2 separate regions of the Gossypium hirsutum genome follow, and region 1 is linked to region 2. Evidence: chromatin contacts called from public Hi-C data. All regions are on one chromosome and are shown on one strand. The core of a region is the stretch at or near the end of the contact, and the rest is flanking DNA. Distances in the headings are between cores, read along the strand shown.

Region 1 (6,343 bases), core at 2,364-4,863, 64 kb after region 2:
CCTTTGTCTAACCTCGAGTTTCGTACTTCTTGATCTAAAATAGTAAATTTAACTTATTTAACAATCACATTCATTAAAACAGCCCTCGACTCTAACTTTTTCAAAATTACAATTTTGCCCCTAAACTTTTACATAATTACATTTTTGCCCCAAGGCTCGGAAATTAAACTTCATCTCTTATTCTTATGTTTTATAACATTCTGAACATTTTTCCCTTCTATGGCAACATCAAATTCCCACTCTAACATGTACTTATGAACATTAGGTATTTTTACCGATTATGTCGTTTTACTCGTTTTCACTTAAAATCGCTTAGCAAAAGTTGTTTAACATAATTTCTAGCTTCATATTCTATCATAAAACATCAAAATAAACACTTTTCACCTATGGGTATTTTTCCAAATATAAACCCTAGGTTAAATTATTGCTAGAATAAGCTAAATTAAGCTACCGGGATCTCAAAAACGTAAAGAACATTAAAAACGGGGCTTGGGATCACTTACTATGGAGCTTGGAAGCTTGAAAACCCTAACTATGGCTTCCCCCCTTGCTGATTTCGTTCATATGAAGAAGATGATGATTTTTGCCATCTTTTTCCCTTTTAATTCATTTTAATTACTAGATTACCAAATTGCCCCTAACTTAAAAATTTTCTATTTCACTTATCTCATGTCCATTTTTGTCTACCAAGTTACCAATGGTATAATTACCATATAAAGACCTCCAATTTAAAGTTTCATAACAATTGGACACCTCTAACATGTAGAACTCAACTTTTGCACTTTTTACAATTTAGTCCTTTTGACTAAATTGAGTGCCCAAACGTCGAAATTTTCGAATGAAATTTTCAAAAAATCATTTTGTAAAATTGTAGACCATAAAAATATAAGAAAAATAAAATTTTTCTCATCGGATTTGTGGTCCCGAAACCACTGTTCTGATAACCTCAAATTTGGGCCATTACACTTCGTGCTACCTCTTAATCCTCGGCAGGTTTAAAGGACTGCGAACAAGGCTTTAATTTATAAAAAAGTATAAAAATAATTTGCAAGCTTATTCTTTTTCCATAACATAATAAGTCTTAACTCACCAGTGGCACCATGTAGCCATGTGAACTGAGTAGGCAAAATTGAAACGGTGTCCGCACCATTATCATCACCAACATGCCTCCATATATTAAAGCTCAGATCTGCGAGGCAATAGTGAAATACATTTCTCACAGTTACCAACTTCTCTAGCTTCAATACACGGCCTAGCCGAAGCCGATAAAATTAAGCCCACCCCACTTTCGATATAATATCTTCTCTTCGTAAGCATTCACTTTTGATAGGTGTAAACCATTCAATAGAAAAGTCAAAACCAACCTTAAATTTACTCTTTACCCATATGTACTTACAGTGATTCAATTGAAGGTTCAAAGACCAATTGGAAACAATCAATTCCAGTTTATTGCGATGAGTAAAGTAAAATAAACCCAGCGAACCCCCTCGATTATAAGCCTTGAGTTGGTACAGATTCTGGAAAACAGAAATTAATGGGGCCTCTTCTCGCCGGCCACATGAAATAAAGTAAGCCATCACGACCCACCATGAGAAGCCAGATAACTCCCCCAGAGCTGTCCTATACTTGTCAAGTAAATTGTAGAAAAATAGATGGAGTGAAAAATGAAAACCTACTTCTAGTACTTGTAAGGGAAACAGAAAACTTCCATCAGTGGTGTCACTCAATTGCCTTAACCCTTCAACAATCGAGAACTTATAAGCAACATTGGGTATTTGAATCCCTTAGCAACCAAGTGACTATTCATCTATTCTTTCTTGGTGCTATAAGCATAGGCTTTCGTCTCTATAGGAGTATTCACTTGACGGTGTTATGAAGGCTCACTTCCTAAACCACTACGGTTACCTTGGATAATACAACCACTTCCTTTTGCCCTAACGATTGTGTCCAAATAAACCCAAAAAAATCACAAATACAATTTGCAGATTTTAAGAAAATTCCTTTGAAACACGATTATCCTTTTTAATTGCAGCTCTTTCTAAAAAAATTCAAATTCAAATGGTTTCATTCTTAGGGTTAAGGTAACCTCATTTTAAAAGAATTTTACACTTTAACGATTCATGTGTCCAAGAATGAAGGCACAATCAGTTGTATACAATTGTACTTCTCCTCAACATGTAGTGAAGTGTATATGATAATCTAAACTGAAAAGTGTATACAATAAGTTTCTCTCTCAGTAATCTCGCACCTCGCGAAGCCAAGTTCTCAAAAGAGTCACTTTATAACTCTTCTTCGAACTAGGTGGGGGACAAATTATTATGGTATTCATCAGTACCATCCCGCTACCTAGTTACCTGATTGGATTTCGACCCGTAGCCTACATTGTTCGCACCCTGAGTTCATACATGAGGTGTTAGTGTCTTTTAATGAGCTCGCACGATGTGGATTCGCACTACCATGCAGGCAAACCCATATATAGAAAACACGTGTTAATTTTAGAGTAGGATAGGTATTGGCATGCAATAAGTTTCTCTCTCAATAATCTCTCACCTCGCGAAGCCAAGTTCTTAGAAGAGTCACTTTATAACTCTTATTCGAACTAGGTGGGGGACAAATTGTTATGGTATTCATCATTACCATCGCACTACCTAGTTACCTAATCGGATTCCGACCTGTAGCCTACATTGTTCGCACCCTGAGTTCATACATGAGGTGTTAGCGTTCTTTAATGAGCTCGCACGATGTGGGTTCGCACTACCATGCAGGCAAACCCATACACAGAAAACATGTGTTAATTTTAAAGTAGAGTACATATTGGCATGCATAAGAACCTACCTACAATGTCACATCCGTGAACAATAACCGTATCATATAAATAGAGAATTTAACCGTTTTATAAGGGATATACACATAAAAACACTCTTTTAACACTTTTAATTTATTTTACTAAAATCTTGATCAATATTAGGAATAAGTGGGTGCCTCAATTCTAGACGTCTTTGCACATTTATATTTTGATTTTGTGAAAGTATTATAATCATACAGATAATTTAAATTGATAAAGTACGTACTAGCCGAGATTTTCATCAATGGTTATCTGCGTGAAAAATATACCAATTTAACATAACTATCCTCTCAAAAAAATAATGTTAATGTAAACCTACAATCAAGATTTCAAATTTTTAAATATTTACTTATTTAATAATGAATGAAATATAGCTTATTTTAATTAAACTAAAAAGAAAAAAAAATCACTTAACTCGTTCATGATATACATATTTTGCACAGAATTAATCCAAACCAAACCATCAGTTGTTTTATAGATAAAAATTTATGGTATGATTGAAATAATTATCCTCAGATCCAATCTAAACACGGTTCACCGGGATCCTGTGCACCCAACATTAGCCCGCACCATTTAAATCCTCCACGTGTACCTCTTATCGTTCGAGTACACCGATTTAGCTACATTCGCGAGTACGCATTAATCCGGCCTCATCATCTAGTGTAACTTTGTAAAAAAGGGTCACCGTCTCTCTGTCAATTCCTTCCTTCCAACCACATATATACAGCACGCCCCTCTTTCATTTTTCTCCATCTCCATTTCTCTCAGCTCATTTCTTCTCTTGTAACACTGCTAATATTTTTTTTTATCGTCGTCTCCGTCGTTCGAAGATTATAAAAAACCGGCGTCGTTTCAAATGGCTACGAGAACGGATCTTGATGGGAGGCCAATAAAGCCGTTGACGATATGCATGATCGGCGCCGGAGGCTTCATCGGCTCCCACCTTTGCGAGAAATTGATGTCGGAGACGCCGCACAAGGTGCTCGCCTTGGACGTTTACAATGACAAGATCAAGCATCTCCTCGAGCCTGACTCTCTCCCTTGGGCTGGCCGTATTCAGTTCCACCGACTTAACATTAAGCACGATTCTAGGCTCGAAGGCCTCATCAAGATGGCAGATCTCGTAATTTCTTGCCTTTCTTGCTCTCTCTCTTTTCTTATATCATTGATACTACTTCCTTTTGCTGAAAATTATGCTCAGGCGGATCTTTTGCTGTTTCTCTTTATTTTCCGCTTGACTGCTTTTTCTTCGTTTTGTTTGTTTAGTGTTCCCTTTTGTTTTAATTTATTAGATCTCATGCAATCTTGTTTTTGTTTATGTGATTTTGAAGTTCCTCTGGAGCTAATTTTCTCCCATTGTTGTTTAAAAGCTAGTTTCTTATTATCTGTTGGATTTATTTTGTTGAGTTTCAAAAGTTCTTGCTGAATTTATGGCGATTGATTTGGTTTTTATTGTTTTTCTGGCAATGTAGACGATAAATCTTGCTGCCATATGTACTCCGGCAGATTATAATACGCGTCCACTAGACACGATTTACAGCAATTTTATTGATGCACTTCCTGTGGTAAGCATTTCTCTTGTAATGGTTTTTTGTCATCTTTTATTTCTCTTTTAGTTAGATTGATGTCGATGTGAATGAGGGGGGATTTGATTGTTACTAGCTTTTTGAGATCGAAGTTGAAGTCAGTGCTGTGAACTTGTGGTTTGATAGGTGAAGTACTGTTCAGAGAACAACAAGCGTCTGATTCACTTCTCTACTTGTGAAGTGTATGGAAAAACTATTGGAAGCTTTCTTCCTAAAGATTCTCCTCTCCGTCAGGTAACCTTTCACTTTCCTTTTTTAATAGCTTAATTGAGTATCTCTTGAAAAAGGATTTTACATCTATGCTTTGCTTTTAACAGGGTAACATGTGTGGTTTTGTATAGATCTTTCGGTGCTCTTTTTATGTGAAAGATTCAATGTTTATTTTTTGATTTATATGTTTTATATTTTAGTAGGAAAAAAAAATTGGAGTTGGTGTTGAGCTGAAATGTCAAGCTATTTTAAATGAATGAATCTTGAAATTGGATGGTCTGCAGACATTGGTCAATGCCCTCCTAAAAAAATGGAGGGTCGTTGGTGGGAGTTTATGTGGTTGTTTGGTTCAATGTAATAGCAACTTACTGTGATAGTTGAATGGTTAATGAGGTCTTACTTAGTCTGTCAAGTTGTACTTATGAGTTGTTTATAACAAGTTATGCCAATTTTATTTGCTGGTCAGCCCCTTTATGCGCAAGCAGTATCAAGCCTTGCAAGATCTTTATTCCTGCACTGATTATTGATATTATCTTCTCAAGTTTTTAAATTTTGTTGACTATCATTTATTTTCTTTCTTTGTCAGTCATGTTTATAACCTTTTTCTATAAAAAAAAAAAAGGAGACTTTTGGAAAAGCTCTTTTATTAATTTGTTTGCTTCATGAGGCTGAAGGGTTCAAAGTATGCCATTTTTTTAAAAGACTTTTGTTTATCAAGCAATCTGCTTTTTAGACGTATTTTATGTGTATGGCTAAATCTGTGGTGATGCTGAGAATGATTTAGTATGCTTTGTTTTGTTTTTTTCTCCTTTAAATTTTTAAGTTTCCTTTAGTGTTATTGTTCCTTTTCCCCTCCCATATTTATAGATGTTATTAATATGTTCATTCTCTGATTTATGTGATATAGGATCCTGCCTACTATGTTCTTAAGGAAGATACTTCCCCCTGCATTTTTGGTTCAATTGAGAAACAGAGGTGGTCCTATGCATGTGCTAAGCAGTTGATTGAGAGGCTCATTTATGGTTAGCATCTTATCAAGTAGCCTGTTCCCAATAGAGATGCTTAGAATTATATTAACTGACTTAATTTTATATCGATTTCAGCTGAAGGGGCAGAGACTGGGCTCGAGTTCACTATTGTGAGGCCTTTTAACTGGATTGGACCCAGGATGGATTTCATTCCTGGTATTGATGGTCCTAGTGAGGGAGTTCCCAGAGTTCTTGCATGCTTTAGTAATGTTAGTCGAACTCTTTTCCTAATTCTAGGAATCCTAGACGCCGCCTATAATTTCTCCTTTCAATTCTTTGATAGTTATATTTTGAATGTTAATTTTTCTTTTTCCTGTTTAGAATCTCCTACGTCGTGAACCACTTAAGCTTGTGGATGGTGGCGAATCTCAGAGAACTTTTATATACATAAAGGATGCTATTGAAGCTGTTCTCTTGATGATTGTGCGTATTAACTTGTCTCTTCTTACTCACCCTCTTCCCTCCCTCATCCCCACATCTAGCCAAACGCAGAAATTAAACTAAGCTGTTGGGTTTCATTTGTCCAGGAAAATCCAGATAGGGCCAATGGCCATATTTTCAATGTGGGTAACCCGAACAATGAAGTCACAGTTAGGCAACTTGCTGAAATGATGACTAAGGTGAAGCACATAGTTTCTATAGTTCGTATTTTTATTTTTTTTATAGTGGTATAT
Region 2 (6,668 bases), core at 1,128-3,627:
AAAAAAATTTTAATATGGGTCGGGCCGGGCAGGACTCGGGCTTAACAATTTTATTTCGAGCCGGGCTTGGACAAATTTTTAGGCCCATATTTAGGGCCGGGCTGGGCCCAGGCCTAGGCCTAGAAAATGGGCCTAAAATTTTTTGTGGGCCCGGCCCGAACCCGGCCCGGCCCGCTCATGCACACCTCTAGCTCATTTTATGCTCACCCATTTTTTTTAATTTTAAAACAATGTATACTTATTTTATTTTTATTTTAATATTTAGTAATTTTGTATGTTTTTTATTTATTAAAATTTTATATATAGCCTTTTTAGGAATTTTTTTAAATGTTTGCATTATAGTACTATTATATACTATTATAAATTTAATTTTTATATTATAAATTATATAATATATAAAAATAACAAAATATAAAATAGGTTTACTTTACGATTTGACTCTTGAAGTATACTTATTTTCTCACTTTGATACCTATTTTTTTGTCTCAATTTAGTACCTAAAGTATTGTTCTTTTATGGTTTTTGATCCAAAACTTAACTAGAAAAGTAAATTGGGACTAAAAAAAGTTTAGATACTAAAGTAAAAAAACGTTTAGATACTTTAGAGGTCAAATCGTGAATTAAACCTATAAAATATTACAATCTTAAAAAAGGTTGAGTTAATTTTGAATTTTAAATGTTTAAACTCAAATTCGACCTATATTTTAAACGAGTATAATTTTTTTATCTAAACTTATTTTTTAAATATAATATTTTTACTTGAATCTGCTCAAATGTAGACATGGGATGGATTTTTATGCTCGGAGAAGTAGCCTAGTCCAAAAACAATTCTAGCAAGGTACGTCAATTTTGGGCCAACCATGCTTCACCAACTTTTTCCAAATGAATTGAAAATCTGTCAAGAAAAACAATATATAACTATCATTATCAGCGAGAAATAAAAGAAACTAAAACAGCGGAGGAAAACAAAAAATCTAAAAAAAAAAAGGTGTTTTGTTAAGCGGATCGAATAATATATAAAAAAATAAAAATATTAATAAAGACTTATAAAATATAATTTATTTAATTATAAAATAAATTTAAATTTGTAAAATAATTTTTTATTATTACTTTTTTTTCTTCCAAAAGCCATACGTATTAAATCGTGTTTTGAATAAGTAACTATCTAAATTAACTTGATTCGACGATAAAAAGAATTGAGGATAAAAATTTTAAATATTGAAAATAATATTTAAAAAAATTAACCTACAATTCGACCGATCAGTTCATTCGATTTTAACAACAACAAAAAAATATTAATTTCAAATTTAAAATTAACTCTAAATCCAACATTCAAATTCTAAATAACCTTTCCTTTTGAAATCTTTCTCCTTTCAAAAATATTAGAAAAAAAATCAACCACAAAAAAAAAAACAAAAATGATATGTAAAAAATGAGGAAAAACGTAGCAGTTGATTTTTTTATCTCAAAGGTTGAAAAACATGTCATACAAACCCTTCTTGTGTCTTTGGATATCTTTGTTCTTTTTGTCACTACAAAATAATGGGTACAACTTTGTTTCGGACTTGTCCACAGTCCGATTAAAAGATGCACTTCTTAGTCTTTCTCAATTTCTCATGTCAACCATGACTCACTTTAATTTACTACAAAGTACTTGATTAGGATGTTTCTTAGCTTTAATGCCTTGGTCCTAAAATATGGAAAAATTTTCTTTTAATCCCTTTAAAAATTTTGAAATTAAATAATATTTTGCCCCTTTAAAAATGAAAGCAAATTCTGTTTACTCCATTCAAAAAAATGAAATCACAAATTTAAACATGATAAATTATAATCTAACTTATTTATTGGGATTTTAATAAGATTTAACTTATTTTAGATCCAATAAAAGGCTAAACTATTGAGATTGAAGTGAAAAGTTTAAAATTGAAACATATTTAATGATGGAGAGTATTTTTGGCTTACCTATTAATTTAATGGTTAAATTCTGCTATTAATTTAGTGTAAGTTATAGATTTAAGTTTTGTTTTTTAATTAAGTTATTTTTATTTTTGTCAATTTTAAAATTTTAATCTTGACTTTAATTGAAAAATTTTTTGAAATCAAGATTGAAAATGAACAAAAAAAAAACTATATCTACAACTTAAATATAATACAAAATTAATAGCAAAATTTAAATTAATGAATATAATTATTATTTAAGTTAAATTGAAATTTTAAAATTGGGAAAATATTAGACTAACTAGTAGTAAATCCTTAGGTAGCAACAACATCAGCACAAGACAAGAAGCAGTCGTTGGTGGATGGAATATTAGAAGGCAGAGAGAGAGTGTGGGGTATCCTATGACTTTGGCCTATTAGACAGCATATAGGCTAATACAGTATTCGGAGCTCCACTCCGTTCCCCCGATCAACTCTAAACAATAATATGACTTTGGTGTCCGTTGTCCTCTGGTATCCATTTGTTTTTTTTAATCTTTAATTTGCCGACCAAAGAAAATTTCACCACTACTTCCCTTTATTTTTCCTTTCACTTTCTCTCTTGTACTATATATATTTTATACAACCCTTTTGTCTTCTTTCTTTATTAAAATACAACACTCCTACCTCCATTCGCCAGGAAAACTGTAAACAAAATGATTTTTAAATACTACCATTCATTTTAATATATATATATGATTATTCAAATAATTGAACATATTTGTATTAAATATCTCACCCTCACTTCACATAAAACATAGCCCAAAAAGAAACCATACTATATTCACTTACATCATTCATGGCAGGCACCTTCAAAAAAAAAAAAAAGACCTTTCCCATTTGTGTTTGTGATGTGAACGTGTGCATGGTTGAACCCATTTGACACAAGACCTTCCAACAAATTCCTATATAACTTTCTTGTCCAAGGATGTAGACGGTGCTGTTCTCATCGATCTTACTTCATTGGCTTTTTCTGACGGACAATCCATCAGAAAAACATCCTGCACATGGCCATAATATCCACACTTGAAACAAATAGTTGGAAGAGGCTCGTATTTAATCTGTTGAATTCATTCTCCAATCATGACTTTTGAGACAAAAAGCTTCTCAAGATCAATGTAAATAGTTAAACGGACAAACTTTTGTTGCTTTCTATAATCCGTATCATAATCTAATTTAATGCCCTTATGAACTAATTTCCCTCTCTATCAATATGCTTTTTCGATACATATATCCAGAGAGCCCTGGTAATCTGATCCAATCGATAACTTTATCAGGGTACAACTTCTAGGAATCAAAATCCATGGATCACGGTTGTAATGTAAGATATTGATCATACATAACCCATGGCCCCTTTGTGAGAGCCTTCTCATAATCTTCTTCTCATTGAAACTTGGTGAAATAATAGTTCTCAATGTCCACGATTCAAAAGCTTGAGACAGCTTCCATAGTGCATAAGCTCTATTGGATAGGGCATTGAAACCTATCCTTCGACCTAGAAGCTTGATGACCATTGTCCAAGCCGTGCTCCGTTCCAAAATCTGATACACCCTTTCAGAAAATTGGGTCGCTGGCATACCATCAACAAAAAATGTAGACACATCCCCATCAAGTAGTTCAATGTCATCGCCGTCAGCTAGACCATTCTCATCCCCTAACCCATTCGGATTAGGTCCCTTCCCATCGCCAACGCATCCCGGATAGACACTCGACCCTCAGAATGAGAGTCAATCATCATGTTAGTGCGATCACCAGTCTCATCCTCCTAAAACTGCACCTTTTTGGTCAGCTTATCACCTTCCTGGCTCCCACCATAGCTGTCAAGACTTATGCCCTCCATGCAGATCTGGTCTTTTTCTTCCTCTTCTTCTTTCTATTTCTTCTTTTCTTGAGTCAAAAGTGCTTTTCATTTCTCAACATTTTTTTTATCACAAAGTACTTGACTAAGATGTTTCTTAATTACCTTTAATTAAAATGCAGGTATAATTCATAAATATATAAATAAATTATATGTTAGTATCTTACTCGTTAATTTAAATATTATCTTAGGAGTTTATTTTCTTATTTAAGAGTTGAAAAGAGATTATGGATAATTTAAAATATTGTATAAAAAATAAGATTTTGATAAGATTTGATTTGTTTTATGACTAATGAAGCTCTTAAAGGTTAAACCATTGGAACAGAAGTGAAAAGCTTAATATTGAATATTTTTTATGATTAAGATTAATTTAATAGATAAATCTTACTATCTTTTTTAATCACAGCATATTTTGAATTATGAGATTTTAGAATTTTAAAAATTAAGATAAAAAAATTAACTAAATTGAAGAACAATAATTAAATCTACAATTTACATATCATATGAGATTAATAGTAAAATCTTACCTAATAAATTTAACTGAACTAATTCATCAAAATATATAAACACTAAAGTTACTCGTCCAACAATCACTAATAATATCTTAATTTTACCTAGAAAGCAGGGAAGGAAAAGAGAAACAAAACAGAAACTTCCTAGGTATATCAGGAATCCGTTGCTTAAGTAGCCTAACTTTGTCTTGCATATAAAACAAAAGAAATGGAGAAGAGATAGTTAAAAGATAATCCATTTTATTAATAAAATATTTAAATATAATCTTGGTTTAATATCTATATATTTTCTATAATTAAATAAAATATTTTAAAATTTATTTAATTTTAATTAAGGCTGATGATTTTTATTTTTACTCAATTTCAAATCAAAGCAAGTCGAATCTATTAAGTAAAGCTTTTGTATTTATATTTAACATTTATTTTGAGCTAATTTAAATACAAGTATAAAAACAAAATTCTTTAAATATATTATTTTAAAATATAAAAAAAAGTAAACATATTTTTATTTAAATAAATGTTTAAATGTTTGCATCCCACACTCACTTCACATGGCTAATGAAATTTTAAAAAATCAAAAACCCAAAAAGGGAAACAAAGGTGCTCTGTAATAAGCCAATGTTAAAGAGTAATGAGAAACACAACACAATTCAAGAAGAAGAGAAGAAGATTAATTCCATATCTATTTAGCTGAACAACCAACTACTGTATTTATACAGACTTGAACAATAAAGTGTAACGACAGTAACTGCTAACAACTAATTAGCTGCTAACAGCTAACCATTACTTAACTATTAACTACCAGTAACTATAACACTTTCTTTTATTCCTTAATATGCCTCCAGCTACTTGACCTCTGCTGCTGGTTCCTGTTTGGAAAGAACTTTGAGACACGATCGAAATTTCGTAAACATAGGAGCAAACAAGGGCTTAGTGAAAATATCTGCTACTTGATCCTGAGCTGGGACATGCCCCACAAGCAATTGTCCAACAGCAACCTTTTCCCTAACAAAAAATAAATCCAACTCCATGTGCTTGAATTTTGAATGCAACACTGGATTGGCTGACACTAGAATTATCGCACCACACGGTAGCTTTCTTGGAAGGAACAATATGCAACTCAGACAAGAGAGACTCGAGCCACACTATTTCAGTAACAGCATGAGCAAGTCCTCGATACTCAGCCTCTGCAGTGGATCTGGAGACAACGAGTTGCTTCTTGGATCCCCAAGCCACAGGGTTACCACCAAAAAACACACAGAAACCTGTAGTGGACCGCCTATCGTCGATATCAGTACCCCAGTTCGCATCAGAAAAACCGAATAGATCCAAGTGGGTAGCAGCAGTAAAATGAAGACCATACTCCACAGTATTCTGAAGATATCGAAGAATTCGTTTTACAGCCTTAAAATGCTGATCAAGAGGCTGATGCATGAATTGACAGACTTTATTAACAGCAAATGTAATGTCAGGCCGAGTGATAAGAACATACTGAAGGGCACCTACAATGCTCCTATAGTCAGACTCATTTTCAATAGCACTACCATCATGTTGAGATAAACATGTCGAAGTAGCCATGGGAGTAGGAGAACCCTTTGCACACTCCATTTGAGCTCTCTTTAAAAGGTCAAGGATATATTTGCGTTGACTCAAGAACAACCCATTAGTAGTAGGCAAGACTTCAATACCCAGGAAATTACTAAGAGGCCCCAAATCCTTCAAAGAAAATTGTGTATCCAAGGTTGTGACAAATTCATCAATGCTGCCTTGATGATTACCGGTGACAATGATGCCATCGACATAGACAAGCACATATAGCAACACACCTCCAGTTTTTTGAACAAACAAAGAGCCATCTGACTTTGCTAATACAAACCGAGAAGTAAGTAAAAAGTCTCTAAGTTTGGAAAACCAAGCGCGTGGTGCCTGTTTAAGGCCATACAGTGCCTTCTTTAATCGACATACCAAATTCTGACTACCATGATGTTGCTCAAAGCCAGGGGGTTGAACCATGTAGATCTCTTCAGTTAAGTCACCGTTAAGGAAGGCATTATTGATGTCAATTTGTCGTAATTGCCAGCCAAACTTCACTGCCAAAGCCAGAACAACACGAATTGTGGCTGGTTTTACAACTGGGTTGAAAGTTTCATGGAAGTCGATTCCAGCTTCCTGGAGATAACCTTTGACCACTAAACGACCCTTATACCAAGCAATAGACCCATCCGAACGACGCTTAAGCTTGAATATCCACTTGCACCCCACTGCTCTCCTATTGGCAGGTAGAGGAACCAAATCCCAGGTATTGTTTTTCATCAAAGCAT

Evidence for each region. A called contact is a pair of places that touch in the nucleus more often than the background predicts.
Region 1: a contact with region 2 is called in a Hi-C map of hypocotyl, with 2.2 times the contacts expected there. The contact joins the promoter of LOC107889045 here to the enhancer-like site in region 2. A contact is called at or near these places in 6 of 34 Hi-C or Micro-C datasets (callus, fibers, hypocotyl and 1 more).

Annotation. Positions count from the first base shown.
Region 1 is chrA09:64,316,537-64,322,879 of Gossypium_hirsutum_v2.1, forward strand. LOC107889045 (UDP-D-apiose/UDP-D-xylose synthase 2-like) reads left to right here and starts at 3,614. Exons shown (of 9, transcript NM_001326754.1): 1 at 3,614-3,968; 2 at 4,318-4,410; 3 at 4,558-4,665; 4 at 5,549-5,663; 5 at 5,745-5,878; 6 at 5,991-6,092; 7 at 6,197-6,289. The coding sequence starts at 3,702.
Region 2 is chrA09:64,253,759-64,260,426 of Gossypium_hirsutum_v2.1, forward strand. No RefSeq gene overlaps it. Among protein-coding and RNA genes, the nearest start is that of LOC121206118, 6.1 kb to the left of the region's middle. Within about 2 kb of position 2,378, at least 6 of the 9 cell types and tissues checked have an H3K27ac peak or open chromatin away from gene starts, as enhancers often do. A contact at or near this core is called in fibers, hypocotyl and leaf, where this site is marked.